Regions from separate parts of the Mus musculus genome. Here region 2 is linked to region 1. Evidence: chromatin contacts called from public promoter capture Hi-C data. All regions are on one chromosome and are shown on one strand. Each heading gives the region's core, a stretch centred on a gene start, on an enhancer-like site or on the middle of the called end of the contact. The rest is flanking DNA. Distances are from core to core; before and after follow the strand shown.

Evidence for each region. Promoter capture Hi-C pulls out the DNA fragments that hold promoters and counts their contacts.
Region 2: a contact with region 1 is called in a promoter capture Hi-C map of pre-B cells, with 3 times the contacts expected there. The contact joins the promoter of Ddx39b here to the promoter of Hmga1 in region 1. A contact is called at or near these places in 2 of 39 promoter capture datasets (cranial neural crest and pre-B cells).

The regions. Positions count from the first base shown.
Region 1 is chr17:27,554,984-27,558,587 of GRCm38.p6, forward strand. Hmga1 (high mobility group AT-hook 1) reads left to right here and starts at 1,591. Exons shown (of 5, transcript NM_001025427.3): 1 at 1,591-1,728.
Region 2 is chr17:35,240,216-35,243,819 of GRCm38.p6, forward strand. It overlaps Ddx39b (DEAD box helicase 39b), which reads left to right and starts at 1,531. Exons shown (of 11, transcript NM_019693.3): 1 at 1,531-1,637; 2 at 2,898-3,235. The coding sequence starts at 3,025. LOC115488830 (a small nucleolar RNA gene) reads left to right here and starts at 2,463; the gene lies at 2,463-2,539.

The DNA.
Region 1 (3,604 bases), core at 341-2,840:
ATTCCCAAACTCTCCCCCTTCAACACCACAGCAAGGGCCTAGTGGCCTAGGCTGCTGGCAATGACCTGTACCATGGGAGGATGTGGGCTGGCGTTGGTGGGAGTTGGCAGCTTGCTCAGCCACACCTCGCTACGAAGGTCCCCAGAGCTCGCAGCAACTTCGAGCCCCTCCAGCCAACTCGGCTCGCGGGGCACAAAGATGGAGGGCGCGGCGCGCTTCCACCCCGCCCCGCCCCCACGGCGGTTGCACACAAAGGGGCAGCCGCTCCTCCCCCAGACTGCCCCGGCGCCCTAGGCTCCCCTCCACCCGTTGGGAACGCCCCTCCATGACTTCCTCCTTCTCCAGGGGCACCCCTGGAACTGAGGGTCACCTGGACCTTGGTCCGGGACCCGCGGCCTGCCGTGGCCTCCCGCGCCTGACCGCTGCGCCCCACCCCCACCGAGCACGTGCTGCCCTGCGCCCAGGGCGCCATCCTACGGCCCGGGGGTGGGGGGTGGGGGGTAGCCGGGCCCGCCGCGCTCCCCACCCCCCACCGGAAACATTCCTGAGGCATTCCTGAAACTGGGAGGCCCGCCTCCCCAAGGCTCCCACCCCGCCTCCAGCCGGGCGCACGCTGGGCCCCCGCGTACCCTTCCACCGCCCGCGCGCCCCCCGAGGAGAGGGCTGACCGCGGAGGAAGGGGAACAGAGTTATGAGTCACAGTCGTGTGTCACTGGGCCCGAATTACGATTCCCTGCATCACGAGAGGTGTGGAAAGGCCGACTCGGGGAACCGAGGTGGGGAGGTGCGTCCAAGGGCCCGCGCCCGGCCTGCAGGGCGCGCCCCACCGCCCGCCATCTTCCCACTTAGGCTTCCTCCGGCCCAGCAACAAGTCTTTTGTTGACCCAGGCGCCCAGAGGCGGGAAACTCGAACCCCTGCCCTCAAGGGGCTTCCAGGCGCCCCTTGTCTTAAGTCGTAAGTCACGGGGGCGGGGAATCACACCAGAGGGACCTCGTGCTTCCTCAACACCAAGCAGCTGGCCACCCGTGGCTCCTCCCCGCGATGTCCCGGCGAGGCGGCCAATCGCTCGGCTCCTTTGAAGCCTGCACCTGGGTGGCGGCCGTTACTAGATTTAAACCGTTGGCGTTGGCCAAGTTTCACGTTTGGGTTTCACAAGACTTTGTTTTTTACGCGCCTGGAGGCCTCCGGAGACGCACACGCCGTCACCTGCTTGGTGGCAGAGGGGAATTAAGGAGAGGCCCTCGACATGGGCTGGGGGGGGGGGGCGGCGTCCGGGCCGCGAGAAGCTCCTTAGGGTACGCGTGGACGTCCGAGGGCACAGGCGTCAGCGCGCGCCTCCCCGCGAGGCCGGAGTCCACGGGGGGGCTCCTGTAGGTGTGTCCCCGGGTCCCCACTTAAACAGCAGGGCCGCCGTCACCGGTTCCTCCAACGCCAGGCTGCTCGGGAACTGTGAGAAACGAGGGCCGTCGGCGCGCGTGCCCGCGGAAACCGCGCGCACAGTGGCGAGCTACCCGCGCGCGGCGGCGGCAGCTGGCGGGCGGCCGCCCTTTTAAATCCCCGGGCTCATTTGCATGGCCCCGCCCCCCGGTGACACGGCTGGCGCGGGCGGGCCCGTCCCCCCTGCCCCTGGGTCGCTCTTTTTAAGCTCCCCTGAGCCGGGGCTGCGCTCCTCTAATTGGGACTCCGAGTCGGGGCTATTTCTGGTGTTGGCGCGGCTCCAAGAAGGCGTGAGTTCGCCGCCGCTCGGGTGGCTTCTTTTTTTCCTGTAGGTCTAGAATCTAATCACATTATTATTTATTGAGGCCGCGCACGGGCCGTGCCCAGCTTCCTGCCCCTCGCCATCCTCCAGGGGAGCGGGATCCGTCAGTGTTCCCTCGCCCCAGCTCGGATGTGACACACATCCCCGGCGGGGGCCCGGGCGGCGCGCACGCAGCGGTCTCAGCGCCTCTGCCCTCTCCCGGTTTCAGATCCGCATTTGCGACCGGCGGCGGTGGCGGCAGAGCCCAGGCCGGTGCCCTGAGCCCAGCCACGCCGCACCCGGCAGCCCCGAGCGCGCCCCGCCGGCGGCCTGCGGAGCTCGCGGTGAGTGTCCGCGGCGCGCCCGGGGGGCCTGCGGCGCGCGCTGCCCGCTTTATTCCCAGGCCCCGGGCTTGCGCGGGCCGCGGGAAAGGGGAGGCCGCACTGTGCTCGCAGGCGGCGGGGCCGGGGTGGGTGTCCGCGGGGCGCCGCGTCCTCCGGTCCCCAGGTTGAGGGTGCCCGGGTTGCGACCGTGGGGTGCGGAGACCCCGGGGAACGGCGCGCGGAGGGGGAGGGGGCGCGCGACTGCGACGAGCGCCGCTTGTGCACCCAGCGGCGCCCGTGCACCTCGCGCTCGGCGAGCCCGGCCTCAGGGAGGGGCGCGCGCTGCGCAGCGGCGGGAGGTGGGCGCGCGCCCCCCTCAGCCAGGGAAGTTCTAGAAGTGCGGGGGAGGGGCCCGGCGACCCGAGATTCCTCTCTGGCCTCTCCTCCGCCTTTCCCAGAGTAGTACTGTGCGTGGACGAGGCCGGATCGCGAGGGCCTGGGTTTCGGGGTTTCACCCCCCACCCCCACACACACCTTTGGCCCTGCCCCGCGCCTCTTCAACCTCCAGGGCCAGGCCTGCCCTCCGCCCCCACAAACTGGTTCCTCTGCTTTGCTGGGTTCTGTTAGAACTAGTCCCTTCGACTCCCCGTTTCTGCCCCCCCCCCCGCTTTGGTTTTCATGGAGAGAGGAAGGGGTTTTTTTCTTCCTGCGACTCGCACCAGGTTTCCTGCCCCCAAGGCGGGCTTGGGTGCCCCCTCTGGCAGGAAGTGGGGCCGGGCGCACCCGCGTGGCGGTGCATGTGGTCGGGGTGCGCCGTTTCCCGCGCCTAAAGGGCTCTGCGCCCCTCCCCCTCGTCCTAGCTCCTAGAAGCGCCGGCCTACAACCACCAGGCTGGGACGCCAGCGAAGGCATCCTCATTCTGGAGTAGAGGGCGCCTGGGTCTTAACCTGCTTCTCAGTAAACAAAGTGGCGGTCTGTAAGCATTCCGCAAGAACCTCCATTTTACCAAGTTGCTGTGTGACCTTGGGCTATTGAGGGGTCTTCTCTCTATATTTAAAGGGGGACCCTTTAAGACCCTTAACAATAGGCCTGCCGGGATGTTACTCCTCTGGTAGTTCTTGCATAGTTACTGAAACGTTGAGGAGCCACAGCGTGTGCACCCGTGTGAGAGACAGGCTGGAGGCCCAAGAGAGACACATGGGGCTTGGACTCCTAAATGTGACTTGGCCATGCCAGACCTCCCTGATGCTCAGAAACAGGTGGAAGAGGTGAGGTTTTCCTTGGCCTCGCTGGACAGAGACTCTAAGCTTAATTCAGTGGGGGCATTGGGGAGAGCAGGTGGTTTAGAGTCCCTAACGGCAAGAATTGGGGAGGCACCAGGTGGCAAAACAGTGTCCGGGAGACTGGCCAGGATCTCCAGGCAAGCTAGATGCATGCAAGGTCTTTGGGATTGGGGCAGGCTTTCCCCCAAGAGCCCCCTCTGAAGGGCCTCCAGCAGACCTCGGTGTGAGGTCAGTGCTCATTAGCTGATTAATTTTGATG
Region 2 (3,604 bases), core at 281-2,780, 7.7 Mb after region 1:
TGGAGCGGGGCATGGGTCTGCATTCAAATCCTCCAGCAGGAGAATTGAGAGCTTGAGGCCAGTCTATATAACTGCTCAAACTCAGTAACAGAGAAAGGAAGAAAAAAATGGCAAGACAGATGAGGGGCACTCACCTTGCTGTGGCCCCAGTGGCCCAGGTTTTAAGCATTGTTAAAATCACAGCCAGCTGTTAAGACAATCCCTTCCTGCCCTGGCTACCTTAACGAGGACTGTCAGCATGGCCATTTTGAATCTTCTATAAAGTCTTTGAGGAAACCACACAGCTAATGGCTCAGCCAGGATTGTTTCTGTCCTCTCTCTCCTCCCCCAGTGGAGGGTGGAACTTCCCATAGTCCAGTAGCAGGAAGATGTGTTATCACTGATGCCAAAGGGACAATATTATGATTGGTGCAAACACAAGTCTTCATTTGCACGAGTTTGCTGTTTGCTGTGTTTGGTGCAAACACCCTTTGCTGGCTGTAAAGCAGAAAGTTTGGCTCACTTGGGTCAGCTGGGACAAACCTTACTATGCTACCCTCCACAATGTCACATTAGGTCCAGTAACAGGAAGACAGTGGCTAAGAGCCCGCCAACTAGGTCACTAGGAGAGTTCCTGGAAACGCTTCAAAGCTAAAGGCCCAGGTACCGCACTTTCTGGAGCTACAGTTCGTAATAAGTTACCAGGGCCGAGGAATTCCCACTCCTCTCTGATTTATACAAAACCCGCCGGCCTGCTGCTTAGGGCTGCCAAATGCGGAGGGATCAAAAGCTACCAAGCCCCAGCCCAGAGAGCTTATGCGTTGAGCAGGACACAGCCAGCTGGTTGGCAACACTGATACTTAGTGTTACTTTGTATTAATATTAAGTGTCCTTAATAGGGAAAGCCCGAGCTTGTGTTTATGTAGCAAGGCAACAGGACAACACTTCTGCTATATGTAACATCTCAAAGGGAATACCACATGGGGGGAGGGGGATGTCCAGGCTGAATAATGGAACTGAGATTATTCTGCTGCTCTAGTTAGCAAGAATTATGGAAAGGTGCATAACCTCAAACCCCACCATTTATTTAGCACCTAGACAGAATGTAAGCCTCCATCTTTCGATATAATTTTGGGTAAATCCTGCCTATTCTCTGCACGACTGTAATGGGCGTGGTCACGTGTCCCCCTCCCCTCCAGCAGAGGCCCGAGTTAGCCGCTCTCGGGTCACCTTGACTACGAGGCTAAGGACCCCGTGAGAAACGCTTCTCATTCGATCGCGGAGTCCTCCATGCCCACAGAGAGGTGCCCAGGGAGAAGCCTGGCGTGGCAAACAAAACTAAAGTAGAGCCGACCGTCGGAGGGTGTTGCATAAGCGTAGAAGAACAAAATGGAGAGCTCTGCGGGGGAAGACGTGAGTTTCCTGTCGCGCTCTTGCTACTGGCGACCGGAGGAGGCGTCGTCTGAAGCTTCATTTCAAGTGGGCGTTCTGCAAAGCCAGCCGCGGAGCGCGCGCGGCGAAAGCCTGCTTCCGGCTCCTTGCGCGTGCGCCCTGGCGGCCGGGAAGGCGGGAGGCCGGGGCGAGCCTGGAACCGGAAGTGAAGGCAGCTTCCCGCCTCCGTCCCCGTTGCTGCCGCCATACACGCTCGCAGTGCTTAGGTAAGCTTTGGCCCTGTGCACCATCCACCGCCATCTGCTTCTCCCGCGGCTCGCCCCGCCGCGCGGGTCCCTGATACCCGGTGCCGGGCCGGCGCCGTGGCCGCCGGCGCGCAGGCGGGCGTCCAGTTCTGTTGTCTTCACCCCTTTCTGAGAGCAGATCTTGGCGGGGAGCTGGGAGACAAGGGGGGAACGATCCAAAATGGTGGCCTCGGCCGCCATTGTGTCTCCGCGCTTCCTGGGTGTTCCAGTGGGTCCTCTGCCCACCCGGGGCCGCGGCGGCCGGAGGCGGCGCCAGGAGGAGGGCGGGGCCCCTCGCATCTCCCCTCCGGGCCTTTTCTTGCTCGCCCAGGGATGGGAAGATCTCGCTCCGGGGCCCGTCCAGCCCTTTGACCCCGCTTTCGCTGCCTTATTTGGAGCTCTCTGTGAATGGCTGCCTCTGTGCGTGGCCGATGGTGTCGCGCACTTCTGGGGAAGCTTTTCCGAGAGCACTGCAAGGCGTTCCTTTCTAAGGCCACCCGGCTCACACTCTTAATCCTGCATCGTTCTCAGCTGTGACCTTAATTCCTTAGTGCGACTTTTAAAATTAACTTTGGCAGCGCTGAGCCGAACCTTGCGGCCTCTCGCGTTACTAAGCAAGCACTGCCATTGAACTGCACACACCCATCTTTTTCAAAACAAAAAAATTTTTTTTTTCTTGAAATGGAGCCATTCATACACTTCCCACCCTCCGCCCCGCACCACCCTCCTTCCTGCTTCTGTTCCCCGGTCCAGGTGTGCGCCGCTGGGACGGCCACTCGGGGGTTTCTGAGCAAGAGAATAGCGGCAGCCACATGATGTTTGCATTTGGGAAGTGAGCGCTCTGCGCAGTGCTGACCCTTATCTATCACCCTTGACTGATGGCTGACGTTGGGGATCACCACCGTGAGGTGGCAGGAGAAAGCGCAGTCTCTGTCTTCCCTTGTCCTTTGTGTCTCAACCCTCGTGTGAGTCGTTAGTCACGCTCATTTTACTGCGGTCTCCCAGTTGGCTCCTGCCTGTCGAAGTGTGTGTTACAAAGTCTGGTTAGCGGTGGAGCCCACTCTGTCTCTCCCGTCTGGTGTTCCCGTTTCTTATGTCATGAGTCTCTTTGTTAACTCTTCTTTCGGGACAAAGGTTTCACAGTTTAGGGAAGAATAGGACGGGTGTAGGGATCGACGAGAAGTGACGAGTCCATTCGTGACTGATGAGTTTTTCCGGTTTTTTTGTTGTCCCCTCTCCCAGCTCTTCTGTCGGAAACTGGTGTCTTTCCCCTTGCTGTTCTTCAACCCCTCTCTTTGGCCCTTGCTTCCTCACCTGCTCTGGGACACCTAACTCAAGAGACCTCCCTTCTCCCCCTGCCGGCCCAATTATGGCAGAGAACGATGTGGACAATGAGCTCTTGGACTACGAAGACGACGAGGTGGAGACAGCCGCTGGGGCAGATGGGACCGAGGCTCCCGCCAAGAAAGACGTCAAGGGCTCCTACGTCTCCATCCACAGCTCCGGCTTCCGAGATTTTCTACTCAAGCCAGAGCTGCTCCGGGCCATCGTTGACTGTGGCTTTGAGCATCCATCAGAGGGTACATTTTATTGTTGGGTGTAGAGACCTTATTTAGCACCTCTGGTGCAAGAAAAGGGAGGTTCAAGTCTAGGGTCATAGGATTTGAATTTATTTGGGATAGGCCAAGCTCTGAGAATGTACCCAAGACGGCAGCTGTAGAAGAGGCTTTTGTTCTCCGTTAAACAGAGGGCTGCCATTTGTTCTGTGCCTGGCTTTTTTGCTTGGTTTTTGTCTTTCTGACTGTTCGGACTCCCAGAGAGGGCCTGGTTGGACCTTTAGTTCCCTTCTTTTGGGCCAGGCCAAGTGTCGTTTCCGGAAACCTTAACGATCAGGATGCTGGCTTCTGTGGCTTCTGGGTCAGGTACCAAGTCCTTCATTTTGTTCAAGG